Regions from separate parts of the Hordeum vulgare genome. Here region 1 is linked to region 2. Evidence: chromatin contacts called from public Hi-C data. All regions are on one chromosome and are shown on one strand. Each heading gives the region's core, a stretch centred on a gene start, on an enhancer-like site or on the middle of the called end of the contact. The rest is flanking DNA. Distances are from core to core; before and after follow the strand shown.

The links. A called contact is a pair of places that touch in the nucleus more often than the background predicts.
Region 1: a contact with region 2 is called in a Hi-C map of seedling, with 2.6 times the contacts expected there. The contact joins the promoter of LOC123434448 here to the promoter of LOC123434401 in region 2. A contact is called at or near these places in 1 of 6 Hi-C or Micro-C datasets (seedling) and 1 of 1 datasets of contacts at active chromatin or transcription factors (embryo).

What each region holds. Positions count from the first base shown.
Region 1 is chr1H:333,652,334-333,657,546 of MorexV3_pseudomolecules_assembly, reverse strand. LOC123434448 (protein RESPONSE TO LOW SULFUR 3-like) reads right to left here and starts at 1,807. Exons shown (of 1, transcript XM_045115513.1): 1 at 1,116-1,807. The coding sequence starts at 1,693. The coding sequence ends at 1,376. LOC123434464 (a long non-coding RNA gene) reads left to right here. Exons shown (of 2, transcript XR_006625753.1): 1 at 1-224; 2 at 373-638.
Region 2 is chr1H:332,791,240-332,796,441 of MorexV3_pseudomolecules_assembly, reverse strand. It overlaps LOC123434401 (actin-2), which reads left to right and starts at 3,008. Exons shown (of 5, transcript XM_045115511.1): 1 at 3,008-3,277; 2 at 4,589-4,662; 3 at 4,768-5,161. The coding sequence starts at 4,603.

The DNA of each region.
Region 1 (5,213 bases), core at 558-3,057, 860 kb before region 2:
ATTTGTTTAGTTGTTTCTGTTGAATCTGAAGTTGGAAATTTATCTTTAATTCTCTAGAAAGATTTTAGAAGTGTGAACTAAACAGCTTCAACATGACGAACTACTAGAAGATAAAAGATCTCCATGAAGTTGGAAGGAGTACTAGAAGATTTACTGATTGATTTTATCCAAGTTTCATGAAGAATGTAGACAGGACATTTTCTTGCTTCCAGCCTGGATTCCAGGTGCGTATCTGAACGGAGTACTCCTGATTAAAGATCAAGTCACCCTATTGGAGACAAGTCAGGTCATATGCTCATCAATTTCTATACCTCTTGTCTGTACACTTCCGCGATTGACGGCAATTCCGTTGAATCGTCTTGGTTTCTGGAGAGCATGGCCATTTCACACCTCCAGTCAGCTACCTGGAAGATTGACAATTTTCGGGATGAAAAGATCCATGTTCCATTTCATAGGAGTACCTCTCTTTTTCATTACACGCATGCAGCGTGCAGCGTGCTGCTGTCAAATATCCGAGGTCCCTGATTTGCCATTTCCATTTCCAATTGCATTATATCAGTCAACTTTGTGCTGTATGGTGTTGGTCCGAAGTTTCCTTATCTTTGTTGCTTAATTGAGCTGCTGGTGCGGTCGTTTTCTGTGTGGCGTCAGACATCTCGTTTTCTAGCAGGGCCATCTAGTCGGTTCAAATTGATTGAAGATCTCCGTAGCAGACCATACGCATTGCAGAGTAGAATGAGTATAAATTGCTGGCAGCACACAGCTTGGTAACGTGCCCAGCAATCTCTCAACCAAAATATGTTGGCAGCAAAGGAGGCAAGGAAAACCAGGAACTTGTCAAGAACATCGAAACATCAGCTTCCCCTGGGAACTGACTTTTCCTAAGGATGGTGAAACCCGAAAATCGAACAATTCAATCAACGGAAGATTTAGAGAAGGAACGTTCTGCGGGTGGTCCTCCAGCGCGACGCAACCCGCGCCAATGGATTTAGCTCGCGCGTGGCCATGTGCATGCGTGATGTTGGATCGTTGTGTGGGTGATCATCTCATTTTGCTTGTGGACATAATAAGCTCGATCGTTATCAAGGAATCCCGTTGCGTCATTGCGTGTGATATTAGATGAATGCATACGTCTTTGCACCAGATCGGGGGCAATATTTACATGCTTACCAACAGTTTGACAAACGACATTACTCTATATACTAGTACATCTCAAGAAGAAGAAAAATGTACATCCTACACGCCACCACCGCGCACGGGCTGGCATGAAACGCACGCGCAAGACAGAAAGGAGAAAATTTAAAAACCAGTACAGCCTTGATTGATCGCACATATACTAAGAATCTAGGAGAAGCACATGATGAGACTCGGTTCGTCAGTGAAGCCCGGATTGCACGACGGCGCCGTGGAGGCCGGAGGACCTGAGCAGGCCGTCCATGAGGGCGAGCCTCTCGGAGAGCGCCCTGACGTGCTGCTGGTACTCCATGGCGTGCGTCATGGCCTCCGCCTCCAGCTCGCCCAGCTGCACGCACAGCCGCTCCTCGGCCTCCTCCGCCACGGCCACCCGCGCCAGCGCCGCCTCCAGCTCCCGCCGCAGCCGCTCCTCTCTCGCCTCCGCCTCCGCCACGGCCCTCGCCAGCTCGGAGCTCTTGCCGTCCATGGCCGCTGCCGCTGCCGCTGCCTTCCTCGCCATGCCTCCTAACTTCTCGGGGTGAGTGGAGGAGAGTATGTACTGTATATGTATATGCAACAGCACTATGCACAGACGTGTTTACGAGTTCGTTGGATCTGGAGCTCTCTTCAGGTTGTGGCGCCTTTTATATAGGCCGGGCCGCTCGGGACGGCTGCAGCTGCGGAGGGAAAGCGGGAATGTGTCCAGGTTCAATGAACCCATCGGGCACGTTTAGGTGTCGACGCACGTGTACAGCGCAGCTACATGGAGTATAAGGTGAGGTCATCATCGTTGATAATACGATGCTTCGCCCGTACGTCTCTCTCTTATTGCATTTCCTACTGGTTGAGAGGTGAACCTGGTGGCCACTGGCCGGAGATGGATACTCAAACACCAGCAGCCACAACTTTTGCTTGATTTGTCTAGCATATTCTGGCCGTTCGATCGAGCGTCGGAGGGTGGTTATTGGAGACACGGACGAGGGTGAATATTGGCTGATACCATCGCTTACGTGCTCCCATGATTGCAACTTAAAAGGGTTAAGTTTAAATCTTTCTTAAAACTCTTCGAAACGTCCACAACACATGTGTTTATAACTCTTAAAAATTCAAATTCAAATTCAAAGTACAAATAGAGGATCAAAAGAAAGAAAAAAATCAGCATCAGTAGTGTGAATAAAGACAAAAACATGAACAGTGTCAAAAACTATTTCACAGTGGTATCATGAGTCGCATCTTGATTTTTTCTTCCTTTTGTAGTTTGAATTTGGATCTTAATATTCCCGGGGTTGTAGGCGCAAGTATTTTGAGCATTCACATTGTTTTGGGATTTTTTTAAACCATTTAAAGTTAAACTATTTCACAGTGGTATCATGAGAGCATATAAGTGGTGGTACTATCATGCGATATTCTCCTAGACAAATGGCTGATCTCTCGTGCCTCGTTCTCAAGCATTTTTTCCATGAGATGCACTTTTGAAACACTAGATAACTAAACTATCCAATAATTTGTGAAATAAGATCAAATTGATATGTGAAATGACATCAGGGACATGAGAAGCATGTATCATGCATACTGCATGTTACAATTTAAATCTAAATAAAATGCACACATGCATAAACAAAGAAAATACATTACATCGATTGAAATGGTCGATGTGGTCGACAAGAGGGGGTGGTGCATAGAAGACTACAAATTTTAAATTTAATTACCAATTTTAGGGATTTGCGGATAAATATGTTCTCCATATATGCAACTAGATGAACACAACATATATGGCAAGCAAGCTCAAACCAGTGTAAGCTACGCAAAAATAATTAGCAAGCCAAGATGCATAGAAATCAAAGTAAAGTGTCGGAAAGGAATGACCACCAGTCAGTCGGGGATGCATATTTTATCTCAAAGCTCACACTTCTTTGGGGAAGTGCTAATCTACGTTGGAGCGTTGTCGATGCCAAGGCTCTGGAACACCACCAAGTGGCACAGTGTATTCTCTTCAAGTTACCCCCAATGGATGAACCTCAAATCCCTCGGGGTTGGTCTTGAAGACGACCACCGTACCTTTACATAGTCACAAAAGCACATGACAACCAAGGAAGCATCCGGAGGAACCCTGACTGCCTAGGAGCCCAAGCTCCAATAGTACAAGTTGTTGGTGAAGAAATCTTATGGGGAACACCAATAGGTTTGGTCAAGTGATAGATCGGGCCTTGATCTCTCAATTCCCAAAGTATCAAAGTGTTTGGGTGGAGCGATTTATTGATATGAGCAATGGAGGTTTGAGAATGGTGGAAGCTCACAAGGCAAAAGGGTAGGGTTAGAATGTGCTCTTATATAGTGTCCCACACTAAGTGACCGCTCCTGTCGACGAACCCCATCTGCACGGGCCAAGTTGCTCCCATGCGCTTGGAGTGTGTAGAGTCTAAATCACTACTTCGTGTGTACGACGGCCTGAGACCCTGTGGGCACGGATTGTCCAAATGGATATGCACTTCCCCGTGCATACGGTGCTAAGACCACGTCCATACGGGGGGTCCGGAGAATTGGACACTATCACATGCACACGGGGTGTCCAGAAACTTTGAACACTCTCTATGGGCGCAACGAGCGTATGAAAAATGAAGAGCAAAGAAATCCTTTTTGGTGGTAGGTGCAGGAAGACTAGTGTTTATGCTTTGAGTGTTCCCACACATACTTTCAATTATCTTGACCCTTATTGATAGTGTGCTCGTCCTATGAATAAAATAAAACCAAAACAAAAGCTTCGAGTCGCTAGAAAACCGCGCCATTTGATCTTTTTGAATTGGAGGTGTTTTAATCATCTCCACAACAAATACTCGAGGAACCAACGACATGAGATAAATCATAACAACCATCATTAGTTCTAGTAGTTACATTGTCATCACACCAAAGTACCATTCAGAGATAATTGCACTTCCAGTTTCCCCTCTTTTAGTGTAGTGATTGTTGGAAATATGCCCTAAAGGCAATAATAAATTGGTTATTATTATATCTCCTTGTTCATGATAATCGTTTATTATCCATGCTAGAATTGTATTGATTGAAAACTCAAATACATGTGTGGATACATAGGCAACACACTGTCCCTAGTGAGCCTCTAGTTGACTAGCTCGTTGATCAAAGATGGTTAAGGTTTCTTGGCCAAAGACAAGTGTTGTCACTTTTTAACGGGATCACATCATTAGGAGAATGATGTGATGGACAATACCCAAACTATGAACGTAGCATATAATCGTGTCAGTTTATTGCTACTGTTTTCTGCATGTCAATATATCTGTTCCGATGACCATGAGATCATGCAACTCCTGGACACTGAAGAATACCTTGTGTGTATCAAACGTCGCAACGTAACTGGGTGACTATAAAGGTGATCTACACGTATATCCGAAGGTGTCTGTTGGTTGGCATGGATCAAGATTGGGATTTTTTATTCCATGTGATAGAGAGGTATCTCGGGGCCACTCAGTAATACAACAACACAACAATCCTCGCAAGCAATGTGACTAAGGAGTTAGTCGCGAGATCTTGTATTACGGAACGAGTAAAGAGACTTGCTGGTAACGAGATTGAATTAGGTATGGAGATACCACGATCGAATCTTAGGCAAGTAACATACCAAAGGACAAAGGGAACAATATACGGGATTAACTGAATCCTTGACATAGAGGTTCAACCGATAAAGATCTTCGTAGAATATGTAGGAGCCAATATGGGCATACAGGTCCCGCTATTGGTTATTGACCGGAGAGTGTCTCAAGTCATGTCTACATAGTTCTCGAACCCGCAGGGTTTGCACACTTAAGGTTCAATGACGTTTCGGTATAGTTGAGTTATAGGTGTTGGTGACAGAAGGTTGTTCGGAGTCCCTAATGAGTTCCTGGATGTCACGAGGAGCTCCAGAATGGTCCGGAGTTAAACATTGATATATAGGAAGTCCTGTTTTGGTCACCTGAAAGGTTTCGGGCTCATCGGTAGTGTATCGAGAGTGCCGGGAGGGTACCGGGGGACCACCGGAAGGGGTG
Region 2 (5,202 bases), core at 1,759-4,258:
AGGTTTTGAGGGTTTTGAGACATAGAAATCAGACACGATTGCCTCACTCTTTCTAGATTTGTTTCTCCTCTAGTCTAGTTCGGCAGTTCTTAGGAGAAACCCTGCTGGATTTGTTCACCATCACCACCACCACACCGCCATGCTTGAGAACTCATATACCTCTCCGCCCCTCTTGCTGGATCAAGAAGGCTGAGATCGTCATCGAGCTGTACGTGTGCAGAATGCAGAGGTGCCGTCCATTTGGCACTGGATCAGGATGGATCGTGATGGGATCGCGGGACGGATCGTGATGAGATCGCAGGACAGGCTGCAATTTGAATCGCGGAGATGTTCCACTACATCAATCGTGTTATATACACTTTTGCTTAGCAATCTACAAGGGTATGTAGATTCACTCTCCCCTCTCGTAGATGATCATCACCATGGATAGGTATTGTGTGTGCGTAGGAATTTTTTTGTTTCCCATGCAATGTTCTCCAACACTGCCTCCCCAAGGCACCTCCTCCACCTACCCATGGGCGCATGGGCCCTTTAGGGGTCGGCTGCCCAGCCCACAAGGGGTTGGTGCGCCACCTCTTAGGCCCATGTTTCCCCCACCGGGATGGGTGGCACCCTCCTGGTGGACCCCCAAAACCATTTCGACACTTCCGGTACAATACCGAAAAAATTAAAACTTTTCCGGAACCTGAATACCACTTTCCTATATATAAACCTTTACCTTCGGACCATTCCGGAGCTCCTCCTGACATCCGGGATCTCATACGGGACTCCGAACAACCTTCGGTCACCAACACAATAACTCAACTATATCTATATCATCACCAAACGTTAAGTGTGCAGACCCTGTGGGTTCAAGAACTATGCAGATATGACCGAGACACCTCTACGGTCAATAAACAATAGCGGGACCTGGGTGCACATATTGGTTCCCACATATTCTACGAAGATCTTTATCGGTCGAATCACGATGCCAGGGATTCGACTAATCCCGTATGGACTTCCCTTTGTCCATCGGTATGTTTCTTGCTCGAGATTCGATCGTCGGTATCTTTATACGTAGTTCAATCTCATTACCGGCAAGTCTCTTTACTCGTTCCGTAATACGAGATCCCGTGACTAACTACTTAGTCACATTGTTTGCAAGCTTACTGTGATAATGTATTACCGAGTGGGCCCCGAGATACCTTTCCGTCACACGGAGTGACAAATCCCAGCCTTGATCCATGCCAAGTGAACATACATCCTTGGAGATACGTGTAGAACACCTTTTATAATCACCTAGTTATGTTGGGACTTTGATACACACAAGACATTCCTCCGGTGTCAGTGAGTTGCATGATCCCATGGTAATAGGAATAGATACATTGACATGCAGAAAACAACAGCAGTAAACTAGATACGATCAAACGCTATGCTTAAGCCTTAAGGTTTGGGTCTTGTCCATCACATCATTCTCCTAATGATGTGATCTCGTTATCAAATGACAACTCATGTCTATACCTAGGAAACCTTAGTCATCTTTGATCAACGAGCTAGTTCAGTAAAGGCATACTAAGGACACTTTGTTGTCTATGTACCCACACATGTATTTTAGTTTCCAATGAATACAATTATATCATGGATAATAAACGATTATCATGAATAAAGAAATATAATAATAACCATTTTATTACTGAACATATTTCCATCAAATAGACTTGAATGCAGCCTCTGTAAATCCTAGCCGCCAAGTTTGTCTCCAATGCCATTACATCAGTCTCTTTCCTTCTCCCCGTCTGGTAGCCTCATCGGCAACAAGAGGAGTAGGAACATGTCCACCCGTTGTCTTTTCTTCTTCCAAGGCTTTGTTTCCTCAGCAACACCGAAGAGGTAGCTGCGACATTGACATGTTGAAATGATTTTTTTTTCTTGTCTCTTTTTTACCTCAACGATGTCCAATTCATCCTACGTTGTTGGTGCAGAGTCTATGGGAGTGTGTGCTCCATATTTAATGGCTAACTTTAATCTTTATAGTAGGTGTGTCCTTTAAATAGAGCAATTGGTTTGCAATTAGTGTGACGATTTCAACACTTTCTGCTATAATAGTTGGGGGCTGCTACGCGTCCACCGACGGATGTTTAGTAAACATCCGCCACCTCAACGTCCGTTGGATGTATCGGTGCAACCGTCCGATCTACGTCCCCTCATCCAATAGTTTCTGAAACAGAGGTCGAGTTGCAGAAACAATAGTCGCGTTGCGAAAACAATAGATGCGGGGACAGATCTGCGGTGCCTCGTCCTCCTCGCGTTGGCGGGGCTGCTGCTGCTGGCGCTCCTCCGGCCGCTGCCGTCGACGTCCAGGCGGCCCTTGCTGACGCTGCTCGCCGTGCCCAACGCCGACCTTCCGTAGTCGCCCTCGGCGTTCGCGGCCGCCATGGGTCCGACCTTGCCGACGTGCTCCGCTACCACGTCCTCCTCGAGTACCTCTCCCCCGCCGACCTCCGTCGCCTCCCGGTCTCTGGGAAGTTGGTCATCACGCTGTTTCAAATTCTGAAACAACTGCCTAGTTTCTGAAACAACGACCCAGTTTCAGGAAACGGTTCGTGATTAGACGTTGTTCCAGTTTCTGAAACAACTGCCCAGTTTCTAAAACAACGGTCCAGTTTCAAGAAACGGTTATTAGGTCGAGGCGAGATCCAACGAACGAGCGGCCGATGGATGGATAGCGCGGATCAGCCGGTGGAAGGTAAGACTTTTTCATAATAGTTTATCGCATGGTACAAATTTTCTATCTCTTGAATCAATGATGATGGATTGCAAGCCTGATTTACGTAGGATGATACTCTAACCAACGCTTCTTCGACGACTTATAGATCTTCTTGGACAAAATAGCATAAATTGTACTACGTGCCATAGCACTGTCCAACCCAACATTGTGCATGTAAGTAAAATATTGACGGAAAGGAAAAAAAAGCGATTTTTTTCTTGGGGACAAAAGCGATTTTGTTGGATGGCCCAGACGTGCGAAATATTCCCCGCTGGCACGGCCGCGTAGACAGCGGGGCATCTCCCTCTCCCTCTCCCTTCTCCAGTCCGTCCTTGCCCAACTTTCCAGTGCGTCACCGGCCTCCTTTACATCTCATTCCCACCATCACCGGCCACCACCCTCGCCGCTCCCACGCCCTCGCACCGCACCTATATCTCGCCCCTCCTCCTCCCCCCTCTCCCCACCCACCATTCGCCTGCGCCCTTCGCTTCCTCCCGCCGCCGCCGACTTCCCCAGGTCTTCTCGCTCCAGGTGAGCGTCCGTCCACCTCTCTCGAGTCCCCGGCCGCCTTCGAGTCGCTTCCAGTGCTGTTATTTTCCCCCCTCCTTTTCCTACCGCTGGTTAGAGATCGAGGTGTCGTTGGGGCGGTAGCTTAGCCGCGTCGCGGCTGCGGGCGTGCGTTTCGACGGTTGTTTCATCTCGTGTTTCTCTGTCGGACGCTGGATCCGATCAGTGGGACCAAGGGTTTCGCGGCAGATGCTGATGCTGATGCTTCGGGATTCATTAGCTATGTTGTTCGTTGGGGGTGGCGAGGGAGTAGTCTTGCAGTAGATCTGTTGATGGCCGTGTGCTGCGCTACCAGGGTGCGAAGTTGGGCGTACTGTATTTTCTGAGAAAATTGCAGATCTGTAACGGCTAGTCGAAAATCTGAGTATTTGTTTCGTACTTTTGCGTCCATGTTCATGCAGCAATCTTGCCTCTCTTTGCATGTGTATGTCGTGCTGGACTGGTGGTGGTTGTGTGTCCGTGTGTGTGATTGGCTGTTGTTATCTTGTGCCTCCACCTGAAAATAGTTTATGGACTAGTAGTTCACAAAAGAAAACAAGCAGATCGATGGTGTCATTGTCTGACATGGCACCTTAAAGTGGCAGAAATAACATGTTTTGTACTATCTGAAATTCCCTAGTCATAGGATTCTGTTTTTTTTTTCTTTCAAAAAGGGAGAAAAAGAGCATGGTTGTTCACGAGCATATATGCCTTAAGGTTCTCCTGTCTCGTCAGAAAAATGACCAATGCTTTGTATCAACCAGTCAGACAAATCATAAATTGTCCAGTCTCTGTTTCAATCGTTTTAGCCACCAATGCATATACCAAAATTGATTGAGAATACACATGTATCAGTAACATGCGTTAACCTACTACCTAAGAGATCAAATCTGATTGGTCTGCTGGTGCTTCAGAGTTCGGACCAACATTTTGTTAGGAATTTGAATTTTCTTGAATGATGTATACTGTTGGAATCCGTGGAGTTGATATGTGTTATTCTATTATAATACAAGTGCCTTTTGATGTACAACTAAATACTCTTGTTTGAATAATCTCTGTCATTTCAGTCAGTAACCTAAGTAACTGCTGTAAATGTATTTCAGTGATTATTTTAGTTATCAGTGAAATGTATTTGGGCTATATTAACTGGTAAATACTCGAGAAATATATTGCTGTCCTTGTAACTCACGTTCGTGTAGGAAGAACAACTCTTCTTTCTTCGTATGGTCAGTTTAATCTGTATTAGTTGGCAGTTTTTCTAGGCCCTGTTTGAATAAGCTGTTTTATTATATGCAGATCAGTTAACATAAATGGCTGACGCGGAGGACATTCAGCCCCTTGTCTGTGACAATGGAACTGGAATGGTCAAGGTAATTGTGATTACTTGGTCACATTCTATAACATAATTTCTTATTGTGGCTGTCATATTTTTATCTTAAAATTCATTAAGGGCTAATTGTTTTCATCTTTCATAGGCTGGCTTCGCCGGAGATGATGCTCCACGTGCAGTTTTCCCTAGTATTGTTGGCCGTCCACGCCACACTGGTGTCATGGTAGGGATGGGGCAAAAGGATGCTTATGTTGGTGATGAGGCCCAGTCCAAGAGGGGTATCCTGACTTTGAAATACCCCATCGAGCACGGAATCGTAAGCAACTGGGATGACATGGAGAAGATTTGGCATCACACCTTCTACAATGAGCTCCGTGTAGCACCTGAAGAGCACCCTGTTCTTCTTACAGAGGCCCCTCTTAACCCTAAGGCCAACAGGGAGAAGATGACACAGATCATGTTTGAGACATTCAGTGTCCCTGCCATGTATGTTGCTATTCAAGCCGTCCTTTCTCTATATGCTAGTGGGCGTACCACTGGTAAGTGAAAAAAGAACAACTGTATTTATGTGCAGATTCTC